Regions from separate parts of the Mus musculus genome. Here regions 2, 3, 4 and 5 are each linked to region 1. The links are chromatin contacts, called in public ChIA-PET, HiChIP or PLAC-seq and promoter capture Hi-C maps. All regions are on one chromosome and are shown on one strand. The core of a region is the stretch at or near the end of the contact, and the rest is flanking DNA. Distances in the headings are between cores, read along the strand shown. Region 1 holds the start of Stambp (STAM binding protein). Region 2 overlaps Tet3 (tet methylcytosine dioxygenase 3). Region 3 holds the start of Mob1a (MOB kinase activator 1A). Region 4 holds the start of Nagk (N-acetylglucosamine kinase). Region 5 holds the start of Tex261 (testis expressed gene 261).

Region 1 (2,700 bases), core at 176-2,675:
TACTCTCCATCAGTAGGAGGCCCATCCAGAGAACTGCGTCTTTTTCTTTTTCTTGTTTCTTTATGCGGATGACCACTTCCGTTTACCCAATCCCTGGCAGAGTGTGTTCAGTGAATCCTCATGAACACGGCCTGGATAATTCATGTCGACCATTTCATTCCACCAGAGATGAAATGGTATTTACCGGGATACGCTTCCTCAGTTTTGAACACAAGGTTAATGCGGGGCTCCTTTCTAGGGTGAATATTCCTGACGCTGCTCACTAAACCACCCTTCACTTCAGCCCATCCCATTCACCACTTTCAGGGCCAGGTAGTTCATGCTTGGAAGCATCAATCCGTGCTTGTCCCCACAAGCCAAGCAGGGTGTAAACGGCAAAGTGACAGCACCTAGGTTGGGGTGGAACACTCTAGGAGTTCCTACTCATTGGTACCCAAACTGTAGGAATTTACATTCTTTCTAGATGTTGCTTCTGGGCTCCCTGGCACCATCGTTGCACATAATCCTGAGTGGAACGGGGTTGTCGGTGTGCACTGGATAACAGCACACCCTAGCCAGCCTGTTCTAGAATACACTCATCTTGGGTCTGAGCAGTCTTGTTTTTCCCATCTTATTCCTCGGTCAGGATTCCCATCTGCCCGGGGAGACGCAGATTACAGTGTTGTGCATTCAGCTATATCTCAGTTCTACTCACCTGTCCTCAGAGGTTGTTTTCTCTAGGCCAGTTCTGCTTTAGCTTGCCCTAACTTTGCGGTGGCATTTTGTCCACGAAGTTTCCCCACTAAACTCCCTTTTCTAGCAAAAGCCGAGGGCTGCTAGGAGTGTGGGGACATTGCGAGTGTAAAACACATCCTCTTGAGAGTGTAAATCTGCCCACGTCCCTAACCGCCGAACTGGGCACAGCCCAGAAGAGCTCATTGGAATGGGATGCTGGCCATCTGGGCACCTCTCGAGAGAGGCACTTGTGGGTAAAGAAAGGACCATCCTCCAGAAGCCATCGAGTGGCTCGGGACAACATGGGGTTCAGCAACCCTGCAGAGCGTGTGTATCGGGAGAGGGATCCAGCAGTAACTGCTGGCAGCGCCCATCTAGAAGGCACTCAGTCAGGTTTCTCCAAAAATGCAAGGCACTCAGTCAGGTTTCTCGAAAATGCAAGGAGTGTTGAGACCAGGCCTGGCTGGTCTGAAGCCAGCCCTGAAGACAGGGCCATCCCAGAGCTCGCGCGCGGCCGGCCTGGGCCAGGGACACGGACCCCACACTCACGGCCTCTCCCCGCGGGGTCCCACCGCGCCAGGATCCCCAGTCCCGCTGCATTCCCGGGACCCTTCCCACCTTTCGTGAAGGATGACAGTCAGAGCTTCCGGAAACGTCACCTCCGATGACACGCCCACTCTCGCCACTCCTTCAATTACGCTCCACGGATTTAGGACCTGGTGTGGAGAACTGGTGGGTGGGGCTGGAATCTTCCACCAATGAGAGGGAGCGCTGCAGCGCTCCTTTTGGTAAAGAAAACGAACCAGGAAGGAAAGGGAACCTAGTGAAAGAGGGGACTGCAGCAGAAACCAGTATGCTTTTCCCCCCATTAATTTATCTTTTTATTCACTTCACATCCCTACCGTTGCACTCCCCGCTCTCCCCGCCCCCCCCCCCCGCGACGCACAATCCCTCCCTTCCTCCCTCTGGATATCCCACTCCCCCTGACTGTTGCACATCAAGTCTTTGCAACGCTAGGCTCATCCTCTCCCCTCTCCCGCTGAGGCCGGAGAAGGCAGCCCAGTTATGCGAACGGGACCCACAGACAGGGAACAGCTTTAGAGACAGCCCCCACTCCAGTTGTTGGGGGACCCACATGAAGACCAAGCTGCACATTTGCTACATATGTGTGGGGGGCCTAAATCCAGCCTGCTTATGCTCTTTAGTTGGTGGTTCAGTCTCTGAGAGCCTCCAAGGGTCCCATTCTGAAGCAGGAGTTTCCTGCCAATGGCTCCTCCATCGGAATAATAGCGAATTAATATTTCAAGGGGGATCGCTATCTAGCTTGTCATTCACAGCAGAGCTGACATCGCCGGTTCAAACAAAGCATCATGGACTACCTATCTACATAGCCACCCTCTGCCAGTCGGTCCTGTTTTTGTTTTTTAAACTTACATTAATTTTTATCGTGTGTGTGTGTGTGTGTGTGTGTGTGTGTGTGTGTGTTTGCACGGTGTACTGGCTAGTTTTGTGTCAACTTGACACAGCTGGAGTTATCACAGAGAAAGGAGCTTCAGTTGAGGAAATGCCTCCATGAGATGCAATTGTAAGGCATTTTCTCAATTAGTGATCAAGGGGGAAAGGCCCCTTGTGGGTGGGACCATCTCAGGGCTGGTAGTCTTGGTTCTATAAGAAAGCAGGCTGAGCAAGCCAGGTGAGGCAAGCCAGTAAAGAACATCCCTCCATGGCCTCTGCATCAGCTCCTGCTCCCTGACCTGCTTGAGTTCCAGTCCTGACTTCCTTTGGTCATGAACAGCAGGATGGAAGTGTAAGCCGAATAAACCCTTTCCTCCCCAACTTGCTTCTTGGTCATGATGTTTGTGCAGGAATAGAAACCCTGACTAAGACACACGGTGAGGATGTGTGCAAGTGAGCATGGAACGGTAATTGTCAGAGGGACACCTTGTGGGACAGTTTCTTTATTACCCTATGGTTAAGTTCTGGGAA
Region 2 (2,700 bases), core at 79-2,578, 190 kb before region 1:
GCTGGTTCCAATACAGCCTGATGGACAGAGAGCCACTCTCTAGCTACACCATTGCGGCCAAGTTACTGAGTCTATGTGGGCCTCAGGCTTCCTAGATGTAAACTGGACACAGGGCTAGCTCTACCTCCCAGGCCTGATAGTGTACATGTATTACTCAAGGCATGCCAAGCATGAGGGAGGAACTCAGTGAATCTCCTTAACAACATAAAAGCCATCTTCTTTTAAATAGATTTTCAATGTCTTTTGCAGACAAGGGTCACTTGCCATCTGGAATGCACTCTCCGTCTCTCTCTGTACTGACTGAGCTCCTGACAGGCTATGCACATCTTCACTCACTCTGGGCTTGACTAAGAGTGTATCCAGCTATCTCTCAGTATGGGGTACAGGCTTCTTTGAAGAGTGCCTCTGAGGATCACCCTTTAGGACCTAGGACCTTTAACAAGGCATCGATGAACTTAGCGAATGCATGTTAACATCTAAGGAGACCGGTGACAAAAGCATCTTTCTTTAAACAATTAACATGATATTCTTTAAAAAGATGGATTCGTTCCATGTATGCTGTGCTTGTGTGAGCGCACACACCTGAGCATATGGAAGCCAGAGAGCGCATCAGAGCTCTCGGAGCTGAAGCTACAGGCACTCTCGAAACTGATGGCTTGCTCTCTCTGGGTGCTGAGATCCAAACTCCGGTCCTCATGCTTGCACGGCAAGCACTATGCTAAGCCATCTCTCTAGCTCCAACATGGGCAGGCATTTTTAAAAGGTTAAGTAAAAATATCCTTGTATTCTGTAGTGGATTCAGTTTGAGTATGACATTTAAGTAGGCCATTTAGTAAGGCATAATGCTATCGAGATGTCTGCAGTTTGAAGGCACCTCATACTTTGTCTCATCTGCTCTACTGTCATGAATCACTAGACCCCAGATCAACCCAACAAGGGCCCTGGTCTTGGGTGCAGCTCAGTGGTACAAAGGCTGGCATGGTTAATCCCCTTCATTACAAAGGTTCTTGTAGACAAAAGCCAATGGCCAAGGTGCTCTTCCCCCTCTGTACTGATGGCTTTCTTTAAGGAGGTTGCTGGAGGACAGTCCCACCATGTAGCCTAGGCTGGTTTAGGAACAGTCTTCATGACCTTAGACTCCTAGGGGTGGGGATTACCCGCATGTATCCTGCCAGTACTTAGACTCCCTTCCCCAAAAGCTTCCTTGTTGCATTTCCCTGACTGAAAAGGAAACAGAGTTTCTTTTTTCAAACACTGAACTAGGCCGTCTATCTCACTCAGCTCTTAGGGGAAGTGTTTCTGACCACATTAACAGGCGAGGGCTGCCAGTCCCTTATAGGAAGTGCTTGCACACACCATTCAAAGCCTCTATAGCAGGGCTTGACATGACAGCGTAGCTTTTGTTTGGTGCCTGGACAGGTCTCAGCACAACAGGCTTTATCAGGACACAGCCCCCAAGGGCAGGCCTGGGACCTAGGTCTATCTAGGGAGCCCAGCTGGAGGCTGGCACAGGGCTGCCGCAGCACTCACAGAGAGGGACTATCATATTCCCTACAGGAGGGTGAGCTGAGGACACTGGTGCTGGCTTTCTGACCAGCTCCTTCCCCATTGCCCTGTCCTTGTGAGAAAAACTCCTCAAAGGTTGTACTGGAGACCAAGAAGAAAGGGCTACGTTGCCTACCCAGCTGGATTCTTTTTTTTTTTTTTTTTTTTTGTTCCTTTAAAACAAAAAATGTAAGACACTTGAGGGAGCTATCGTGGTGTGCGTGAAGGTCAGAGGACAACCTGTCAGGCTCTCCTTTGGCCATGAGGGTTTAAGATTACACTCAGGCTTGAGAGCAAGTGGCTTTACCCACTGAGCCATCCCACTGGCCTCCTTTCCTCTTGGAAAAGAACTTGACAATCGATTCCCGCTTTGGTTCCTTCTCCTTACATGCCTTACTTCCTGGCTTATCATGAAGAGTGTAAACTACTCTGAATCTGCGAAGACTGGCTGAAGCTTGCTTCAAGGAGGACAGCGAACAGCTTGGCCTACGTTTTGTTGTTGTTGTTGTTGTTGTTGTTTGGTTGTTTGGTTGGTTGGTTTTTCAAGACAGGGTTTCTCTGTGTAGCCCTGGCTGTCCTGGAACTCACTCTGTAGACCAGGCTGGCCTCAAACTCAGAAATCCGCCTGCCTCTGCCTCGCGAGTGCTGGGATTAAAGGCGTGCGCCACCACGCCTGGCTGGCCTATGGTTCTTAAAGGTTGGCCCCTGGATTGTTGGCAGAGTCTCACTACTTGGGAGCCAGGAGAGTAGGCAGGTTCTCAGGTCCCACCAAGACCCAGGAGGAGGCCCAGCGTCCTGACTGTGCTGTCATAAGTCCTCAGCAGCTTTGGACTCCTACTTCAAGTTGAGAAGCATTAAACCTGGATGTCACCAGCATAAGCTCAAGGGCACTATTGAGAACAGTCCACTAACGCTCATAGAGCCCTTCATCAGTGCCAGGCTGCAGAGGATCCTTTCCTTGATGGAAGCCAAGGCTCTGGGTAGTGGGCCATCTACAGACTGGAGCTGGACAACAGACTCCAATTATCTATTAGCATCAGGACCTGGATATCCAGGATGGTATGATGTCCATAAATACACTGGGGTATTTTAGAATCTATTTTCTATCTTTAAAAATTTATTTATTTTATGTATACGAGTACACTGGTAGCTGTC
Region 3 (2,700 bases), core at 81-2,580, 250 kb before region 1:
ACATATATATATATATATACATACACACACATACATACACACACACATATAATTTTTGAGAGTCTTTCTATGTAGTCATGGCTGTCCTAGAACATGCTATGCAGACCAAGCTGGCCATGAACTCACAAAGACCCATCTGCCTCTACCTCCCAGTGCTGGGATTAAAGAAGCTGTGTATCATCATGCTTGTCCTGACTTGATATAAACATAAGGACACAGACTCAAACCTTAATAATATGTTATTTAAAAATATACTTATGAAAAAAATAAACAAATAAAAGGACAAGAGGCAGAGGCAGGAAGATATCTGTTAGTTCGAGGCCAGCCTGATCTACAAAACAAGTTCCAGGACAGCAGGACTACATAGAGACCCTGTCTCAAAAAACCAGGAAAACAAACAAACAAAAAAAACCAACAAAAAACAAAACCAAAAACAAACAAACAAAAGATTCAAAAAATATATCAAGGCACATACTCTAAATCACATACAAATTTACAGAAGTTAGTGAAAAAAAGGAAAGAAAGAAAAGAAAAAGCTTACTGAATAATCCTGATAACCTAGGCTGCCCCCCCCCCCATCAAGGTAGAAAAGGAGAACCAGCTACTACTACATACCACACTAATAAATACAAATGTATAAAAGGTGGTTTAAAAAGTTAATAGAAGGAGGCAGGTGGTAGCTCAAGCCTGTAATTCCCGCACCTGGGAAGCAGACGCAGGACGGTCAGGAGGTCAGGGTCATCCTTGGCGACATAGTAAACTTTAAACCAGCCTGGGCAGCCTGGAACACCTGAGATCCTGTCTCAACCAAGGAACAACACGCAAACAAACAGGAACCCAAAAGTTGATAAAATAAAATTGATGACATTAATGTGACAGGTGGCATTCAAATGGTTTTAAACCACCGGCAAAATACTGGATCTTTGCCACTGCGCATCTGCAGTTTCATTTATTTCCACAGGTTTTTTTTCTCCCCCCTCTTTTCTTCATTCTACCATAGTGTCACCTGGTGTCAACATATCCTCCCACACGGAACATGCACATGGACATTCATAGCAGCGTTACAGTGTGTGTGTAGAAACCTCCCAGGTGTCCATCAACAGGCGAGGTGGCCAGAATAGCATTCCTTTAGGAGAAGACATCAAGTTTTTCTAAATAGCGAAACAGTCACCAAGTAGCGCTGGCAGACGTCCCTCGGCCACGGAACAGTTGACAGCGGCGCCTAGTTGGCCCCATTTCCCTCCCGTGCCCACAGAATACTGATTGGCTGAGCTCAGGAAGGGGCAGGGTGAAGCTCAGCGGGACGGGAAGAAGCCCGGTCTCGCGAGATCCTCTTGGTTCCGCATTTTGGCTCGCGGAGCTGTGGGAGGCAGCGCGGAGGAGCCCGCGGTCGGTGCTTGGTCGCGGCGGCTGGAACTCGGTACCAAACCCGGGCCGTGAAGCTTCGGCAGCCCTGTAGAGCCGCGGACCGTCCTCTGCCTCCCGGTGCCCGCGGCGGCGCCGAGTCTGACGGGGCGGGGGCCACGGCCCCTCGGGCTAGCGAGGATGAGCTTCCTCTTGTGAGTGGGCCGGGCCGGGCCGGGGCGGGGCGGGTGTCGGTCGGCAGGGCCGGGCCGAGGGGCCAAGCGGAGGGCGGAGCCCGACCTAGGGCTGCTCCGGGCCTGCCGCCCCGGGATCGGCTAGCGCAGGAAAATGTGCAGTGCCTCGGTGACCAGACCAGGCTGAGAAAGAAAGGCGCAGGTTCTCAGTGGCTTCCCACAGGTTTGCATTTGGGAAGAGGGCATTGCTCCTTCCAATGTGACTTTTCTCTTAGCCCAGGCGGGGCTTGAACCTGGACTCCTCCTGCCTCTGCTTTCCCAAGGAGCCAGGATACAGCCTCGGCCACTAGGACAGGCCTCCTTTAAATGTGGGGGTTTTGTTTTGAGAAATGGTCTTGCTATGTAGCCCAGGCTGGCCTCGAGCCCTCTTAGATGTTGGGATTAAAGGTGGGTGCTTTCATCTCGGCCCACATGTGAATTTTTTTTAAGGTTTTTATTTTTTTTGAGAACTTAATAGATGCGTATTTTCATTTCTAACTCCTCCAGTGCCCTCTCATCTCCCATTCAAATTCATGTTCTCTTATCTATATTCTATATTACGTCTATACAACATACATACGTAATGGATCCAGTTAGTGTCGTCTGTATGTACTTGGGTGTAGAGCTGACTATTTCATTATGAGTCTATTTGAGCTTGTCCCTGAAAAACCTGACTCTTCTTGTGGACTGTCCATAGCTCTTCAGCCAGGTGAGGTAAATGGAAGTTTTTATTTATAACTTAAACCGATGGACAGTTTTTCCCACTCTTTGGCTATTCTGAATAACGCTGCTGTGAGCAGCTGGTTATAGGTTTTTGGGTATGTGTGTGTGATGGTATCTCCTGGGTCTTAGTGAGGTTTTTGCATGTTAGCCTTTGAGGCACTGCCAAGCCTTCTAAAGCCTGCACTGCATTTAACATCCCATTCTCATTGTATTGAGTTTTCAGAATTCTTCAGTTCACACCTGCCTGGTAATTACCACTGATAGATCTGAGGGTGAAGTGGAATTTATTGATTTACATTCTCCCAATGACCAGCAATGTTAAGCATCGTTTGTGTGTGTGTGTGTGTGTGTGTGTGTGTGTCTGTGTCTGTATTTTGTGTTTTCAGACTATTTGTGGATA
Region 4 (2,700 bases), core at 148-2,647, 220 kb after region 1:
CAAAGCCAGGAGGGCAGTGTGGTCCTTTCATCCGAGCATTTAGGGGGTGGAGACAGAAAGACTGGGATTCAAGGACAGCCTCAGACACCTCAGGAGTGTAGGGCCAGTCCTGGTGACTTGCAATCTCATTACAAAAAGATTCAAACAACAGAACAAAAGCACATCAGCGCTGTCACAAATGGATCCCAAGACTCATTACACCAGTGCTAAAGGGAACTTTTCCATCAGAATTCACCCACAACATCACACTCTTGCCAAAACTTCCATTCAATCAGAATCCTATGGAATTATCTTTGATTCTAAAGATGTTGTTGGAGGAAGCATTTTCCAGCTCTGAAGTACTGTGAATGGTAATGTCTCACTTCCCTCTAGTTTCTCTATCAGGCAATAATGTTATTTCTATTCTTGAATTATTTGGTGCTTTACTGAGTCACATAGGTAAGAAAGGAGGTAAAGAATTCATTCACTCTGGAACCTTAGAAAGCAAGCCTACACCAAAACATCCTAGCACTTGGGAGGTGGGGCAGGAGAATCAGGAGTTTAAGGTCATCCTCAGCCAGAGTCTGAGGTGAGTTTGGGATATATGAGGCTCTGTGTGCCCACCTTCCCAACTGTTTACATCAAAACACAACCGGACCCAATTATCTGACAGGGAAAGAGGATCCCAGTTCAAGATTTCTCCACAGGAGGCAGGCTCAGAGGTCCGAGGTTGGACAGAGACATGCTAGCCCCAAGGAGACTCCATCTGAAGTCTCAAAGAAATGTCAAGAGCAGCAGACAGTCCTCCTGGCTATTGAAGCTGCCTCTTAAGTAGGGCTGGAACAACCTGGAGCCTGAGGAAACACGCAGGAGTCACTCTTCTACAGGACCTAACGGTATCTTCCTCTCTTCCTCCAGTTCCACTGCACAGTTTAGAGTTGAGCAGGTGGTGGCCAGAAGGTGAAATATGGTCTGTGAGTGCCAGTTTTTAGCATGCTGAGCCAGCATTGCATTCCATGCCAGTCTGGGTTATACAGACGAGATACAGTCCAGAAAGAACAGAGTTGGACTCAGATCACTTGTAGAGCGCTAGCCTGACACACATGAAACCCTGGGCTCTATCCTCACCGCCGCACAAACCTCAGCTGACAGCAGCCTGGGGCCTCACTGAGACCTGCTCAGCGTACTCAGCACAAGGTAGAGTGTGCGCTCATGAGCCAGGGTGGGGTGGTCTGGACGTTGGCTCCCGCCCTGGTCCTCAGACACATCCGCCAGACTCTGAGCTTGCCTCCAAAAGCGTCTGCGCGTGCGCACCCCACAGTTAGCGCGCGTCTGCCAGCTACTTCCGGCTGGCCCTTGGCAGCCCTCACACACCCTCCCAGGAGCCTCAGCTGGGGTGCCGCCTCCTCGCGAAGCAGTCACTTGAACGGCGGGCTAGAAAAAACCGGAGGGGAAAGCTGCGGGAGGCGACAGCAGGGGCGAGAGAGGACGTAGCATCCACACCCTACGCAAGCGCGTCGTAGTCACATGACAAGGGGCGGTGCCCGTGTGGGCGGGAGCGAAGTCACGGCTAGGGTCGAGGTTGCTACGGCGGACCAGCGGTGGCAACGGTAGTATGGCCGCGCTTTATGGTGGCGTGGAAGGGTGAGCGCTGGATCGGCCGAAGGCTGTCCGTCCGGGAGCGGCGGGTCAGGGGGCGGCGGCCCACACCATGCCCGGTGCCTTTGTGCTCCACGGTGCGACCACGCCCCTCCCGGCCATCACCTTTCTGCCACAGGGCTCTTGTGTCAACCTGGAGAGTTGTGCAGAGCTGGGGGGTCAGGTGGGAAGTTGCCGGTCGCGGGTGGACGTGGGAAAGAGGCAGAAGCTGAGACTGAGATTCATGCACAAGGGAACCCGGGAGTTAAGCAGCTGTCACCAGAGCACTGTCTTATCTTGGTGCTCCGGACCCTCCACTGCTGTCGGCCCCGAACGCCCTTGGTTCCTATATTCTCCTGCTTAGAAGCTGGTCTGCTTGACTTTGGGAAGTAGCTCTACTAAGCATGGCTTTGGGTGAGACGTAAGGCAAGGACAAGAGTGAGCAAGATGGTGGTTTATCCGGTCCCCTGCGCGTGACAAGCATTTTGTGGAACTGGGTGTGTCAAATCAGGACCTGATAGGAAGATTTGGTATCCTAGCTGCTTGCTGCTGATTTACCCGGAAGTCTCTTCCCGTGAATTGCGAAAGCGGATGACCCCTGGCTTTATTTATGATACCTTACAAGGAAAAACCCTCAGCACAGCGTAGGAGTTTGCACTTAGCCTTGTTATATTCATATGGAAGGTAGAACTTATTTTTCCCAGTTTGTCAAGAAATTAATTTGGATTTTTAATCTACTGTCTCATGCATTAATATCCCTTCGGATGTACTCTTGATGTACTACTCTTTGAGTTGGATCGAGTCTTTATTGTCTATTACAAGAAGTATTGGTCAGAGCCGGGCGGTGGTGGCGCACGCCTTTAATCCCAGCACTTGGGAGGCAGAGGCAGGCAGATTTCTGAGTTCGAGGACAGCCTGGTCTACACAGTGAGTTCCAGGACAGCCAGGGCTACACAGAAAAACCCTGTCTTGAAAAACAAAAAAACAAAACAAAACAAAACAACAACAACAAAAAGTATTGGTCAGTAGGACATCCTCCTACACGTATCACCCTTCTTCTAAAGTACCACTTACCCCAGGGAT
Region 5 (2,700 bases), core at 157-2,656, 200 kb after region 1:
CCCAGGCTACGTTGAGAGTGAAAGTAGCTGCAGACTTTAGGCGACTGAAAGGTGAACTTTTCTGTCCAAAGGTATCCTCCCCCCCCCCCCCCCCCGCACCTCAGTCTTCCTCACAGCCTCTCTAACAGGGACAGGGACCAAGTCTTCAGGAAAAGAAACCTCCATGAGGGAAGAGAAAGGGCTGGACATTCTCCCTTAGGACAAATGACACTGAGTGGAGAGAGGGCAATAGCTAACTAAGCGTTACAAACTGTCCTTATTGTCCCTATAAGTTCTAAGCCTGGGCTGGGATTGGGGACCTGGTGTTAGAGACCGTGGACACTGTGAGACAGACACAGGAAAGCGAAGCCATGAATACCTATCAATGAAATATCTGCACTGTCACCTTAAGGAATGGCAGTAGGTTGTGAAACTATGCCACCTGAGGCTGGAGGGCCAGGGGTGATCTGGACCCAGGAGTGCAGACTGCAGGGCAGGGAAGCAAGTGGGACACCCTCAGATCCTGGGTTCTCAGCACCAAAACAGCCCCAGCTCAAACAGTCCCCACTTCCTGTTTCTGATGTAGGGCAAACAAGCCCTGGGTGACTACTCCAGGGAAAAGCGGCCACTTACCCAGATCATGTATTTGATGATTCGGCTGGTGGCCACCGTGTACTCTTCTATCAGCTCTGCAAGGTAGTACAGTCCAGCCGCTGGGTAGGAGAAGGGGGTCCCAGAGGGAGGGGGACAAACAGGAAGAGATCAGCCAGGGACACTCCCACCAGCCTGCTCATCCTGTAGTCCCCCACCAACCCTCCTCAGACTCCAGGAAGTCGGGAACAAGCCAAAGCACCCCTGGGATGTCCTTCTCATCTGCACAAGTAGATAGAACTTTGCCAAGACAACTGTAGAAATATTGGATTTGACCGCACAGCATAAAGTTAACCTCTGTTCCGGGAACCTTAAACTTCACTCGTCAATCAACACCTGCAGAACACTTAGTTTACAGGCCGGGTGCTGTACACTAGCACACAGCCGGGTGAGACAGACAGGGGCCTTCCCCCTGTCCCAGCTGGAGGGGACAGGCTGAGTAGGGAGCTCAGGGCTCCAAGAGCAAGGATGCGTCTCGGGAACCAAGCATCCCCACCGGAAGGTTCCGCAGAGGTCCAGTAGGACCAGCTCGGGGTCGTCAGCGCCCAGCTGCAAAGAGCAGCAGCGGTTGGCGGCTCGGGGCATCGGGGCGCGCGCGGCCCGGGTCAGCGCTCTCACCGACGGCCAGAGTGATGAATGCCACCTGGATGAACAGCGACAGCCAGCTCAGCACGTACATGAACCACATGGCGCCCCCCGGGCCGCCGGGACGGGCCTGCGCGGTCCGGCTCCCGCGACACTGAGCGGCCGCCGCCGTGCTGTCCCCGCCCAGAGGACGCCGAGAGGAGCAGGGCGGAGCGCCGCGGCCCCTGCGCCCCCGCCAAGCCCGCGAGCGCCGCTAACCGGCTCGGAGGATCGAAATCGCGCTGCACCCGGTACGGAGCGCCTACACAGAGCCCAGATTGATTGGAACCAATCCTGGCTCAAGCCTGCTCCGCACAGCCTTGGATCCTAATTTTCTGGGAGAGGAAGATTCCCTTCTCTCAGGTCACACACTAGGAAGCCGCATAATCTGGAATCCCAGGTGCCTTTAAATGGTCACCTTCAGCCTTAACTCTCCCTCTAGGCTGAGGTCTTTTGCAATGCAGGTCTTCACTTTTGCGTGGGGACTAAAGCAACAGCTAAGCACTGACTGTACTTGCGACACCGCAGGTAATCATCTGAGAGAGCACCACCTAGTGGCTGACACAGGTAAGCTCAGAGTGCCAACAAGCCTCTTATCTCAAACAAACTTTTTGTTTGTTATTTTCAGAAAGGGAGGGTCTCATAGCTCAGGCTGGCCTTTGAACTGTCAACTCTCCCATCTCCAGCTCTCAATTGGTAGGGTTTCAGATGTGTGGAGTCTCCGTACTAGGGCAAAATATAACTTTGGTTTTGGTTTTGTCTGTTTTGATTAAGGGTCTCTATGTAGTCCTGCAACCTGCTATGTAAATCAGGCTAACCTTGAACTCACAGAGACCAGCCTGCCTCTGCTTTATCCCAAATCCTGGGATTAAAGGTGTAGAAACATCATGCAAAGATCTTTTCTTTTTTTGAAACAGCCTTATGTGCCTCCAGGCTGGCCTTGGTGACACTAAGTAGTTTTGAGTGCTGGAATGGTAGATATTATATGTTAAGGACTAGGTACAATATTAAGGCCTAGGTAACTGTCACCTGGCCAGCCTGCCATTATAAGGAAACTTGCTCATGTTTCTACTGTTACTAGGAAACTTTCTAATGCCAGGATTGGTTATGTATTCTGTTTTGTTCTGTGCCCTGGGAAACCAATCTAAATAGAAATGCTTTGCATGGTTACTCACAGCAAGTTTGGGTCTGAAGTGACCATCCAACAATACTTTCTGCACCTGACTATAAGCTTTTATGGGATTTGCTGTTATAAGCTGCCCCTGGGATGAACCCCAACATAAGAGATATAAGAAACTATTTAAAATAAGACCCCCCCTCCATTTTGAGTAGGGGTCAAGTAAAGTTTAAGTTCCCAAGACTTCCCTGGGAACTGACTTCCTAATTGGCAGAGAGAGACAGGTATGTGGGCAGCTGACATCCTGGTTAACAAGTTAAGATATGAAT

The links. ChIA-PET counts read pairs in DNA pulled down with a chosen protein or histone mark. HiChIP or PLAC-seq counts read pairs in DNA pulled down with a chosen protein or histone mark. Capture Hi-C pulls out chosen DNA fragments and counts their contacts.
Region 2: an H3K27ac HiChIP or PLAC-seq map of the HPC-7 cell line shows a contact between it and region 1, with 8 times the contacts expected there. The contact joins the enhancer-like site here to the promoter of Stambp in region 1. A contact is called at or near these places in 3 of 39 promoter capture datasets (embryonic stem cells, liver and stem cell-derived epiblast-like cells), 3 of 484 Hi-C or Micro-C datasets (CD4 T cells, bone marrow-derived macrophages and gonadal supporting cells), 7 of 115 datasets of contacts at active chromatin or transcription factors (the HPC-7 cell line, bone marrow-derived macrophages, embryonic forebrain and 4 more) and 2 of 9 other capture datasets (adipose tissue and liver).
Region 3: a contact with region 1 is called in an RNA polymerase II ChIA-PET map of memory CD8 T cells, with 277 read pairs. The contact joins the promoter of Mob1a here to the promoter of Stambp in region 1. A contact is called at or near these places in 12 of 39 promoter capture datasets (the C10 cell line, the HPC-7 cell line, cranial neural crest and 8 more), 2 of 484 Hi-C or Micro-C datasets (B cells and bone marrow-derived macrophages), 26 of 115 datasets of contacts at active chromatin or transcription factors (the 230-238 cell line, T-cell acute lymphoblastic leukemia, astrocytes and 18 more) and 4 of 9 other capture datasets (adipose tissue, liver, macrophages and 1 more).
Region 4: a contact with region 1 is called in an RNA polymerase II ChIA-PET map of memory CD8 T cells, with 19 read pairs. The contact joins the promoter of Nagk here to the promoter of Stambp in region 1. A contact is called at or near these places in 3 of 39 promoter capture datasets (erythroid cells, hippocampal neurons and liver), 4 of 484 Hi-C or Micro-C datasets (CD4 T cells, the N1E-115 cell line, nephron progenitors and 1 more), 1 of 115 datasets of contacts at active chromatin or transcription factors (memory CD8 T cells) and 2 of 9 other capture datasets (adipose tissue and pancreatic islet).
Region 5: a promoter capture Hi-C map of adipose tissue shows a contact between it and region 1. The contact joins the promoter of Tex261 here to the promoter of Stambp in region 1. A contact is called at or near these places in 1 of 39 promoter capture datasets (erythroid cells), 7 of 484 Hi-C or Micro-C datasets (B cells, CD4 T cells, the N1E-115 cell line and 2 more), 3 of 115 datasets of contacts at active chromatin or transcription factors (embryonic stem cells, extraembryonic endoderm stem cells and memory CD8 T cells) and 3 of 9 other capture datasets (adipose tissue, embryonic stem cells and pancreatic islet).

Annotation. Positions count from the first base shown.
Region 1 is chr6:83,571,079-83,573,778 of GRCm38.p6, forward strand. It overlaps Stambp (STAM binding protein), which reads right to left and starts at 1,426. Exons shown (of 10, transcript NM_024239.2): 1 at 1,333-1,426. All of the region lies in intron 1 of Gm21284 (predicted gene, 21284), which reads left to right.
Region 2 is chr6:83,380,578-83,383,277 of GRCm38.p6, forward strand. All of the region lies in intron 5 of Tet3 (tet methylcytosine dioxygenase 3), which reads right to left. Among named protein-coding and RNA genes, the nearest start is that of Mir6374, 19 kb to the right of the region's middle. Within about 2 kb of position 1,329, at least 114 of the 459 cell types and tissues checked have an H3K27ac peak or open chromatin away from gene starts, as enhancers often do. A contact at or near this core is called in the HPC-7 cell line, adipose tissue, bone marrow-derived macrophages and 1 more, where this site is marked.
Region 3 is chr6:83,324,709-83,327,408 of GRCm38.p6, forward strand. Mob1a (MOB kinase activator 1A) reads left to right here and starts at 1,331. Exons shown (of 6, transcript NM_145571.2): 1 at 1,331-1,559. The coding sequence starts at 1,546. It also overlaps a transcript of Mthfd2 not described here.
Region 4 is chr6:83,793,660-83,796,359 of GRCm38.p6, forward strand. Nagk (N-acetylglucosamine kinase) reads left to right here and starts at 1,398. Exons shown (of 10, transcript NM_019542.2): 1 at 1,398-1,623. The coding sequence starts at 1,595. It also overlaps the pseudogene LOC665004.
Region 5 is chr6:83,774,406-83,777,105 of GRCm38.p6, forward strand. It overlaps Tex261 (testis expressed gene 261), which reads right to left and starts at 1,407. Exons shown (of 6, transcript NM_009357.2): 1 at 1,249-1,407; 2 at 613-692. The coding sequence starts at 1,318. Gm52907 (predicted gene, 52907) reads left to right here and starts at 1,530. Exons shown (of 2, transcript NR_168047.1): 1 at 1,530-1,821.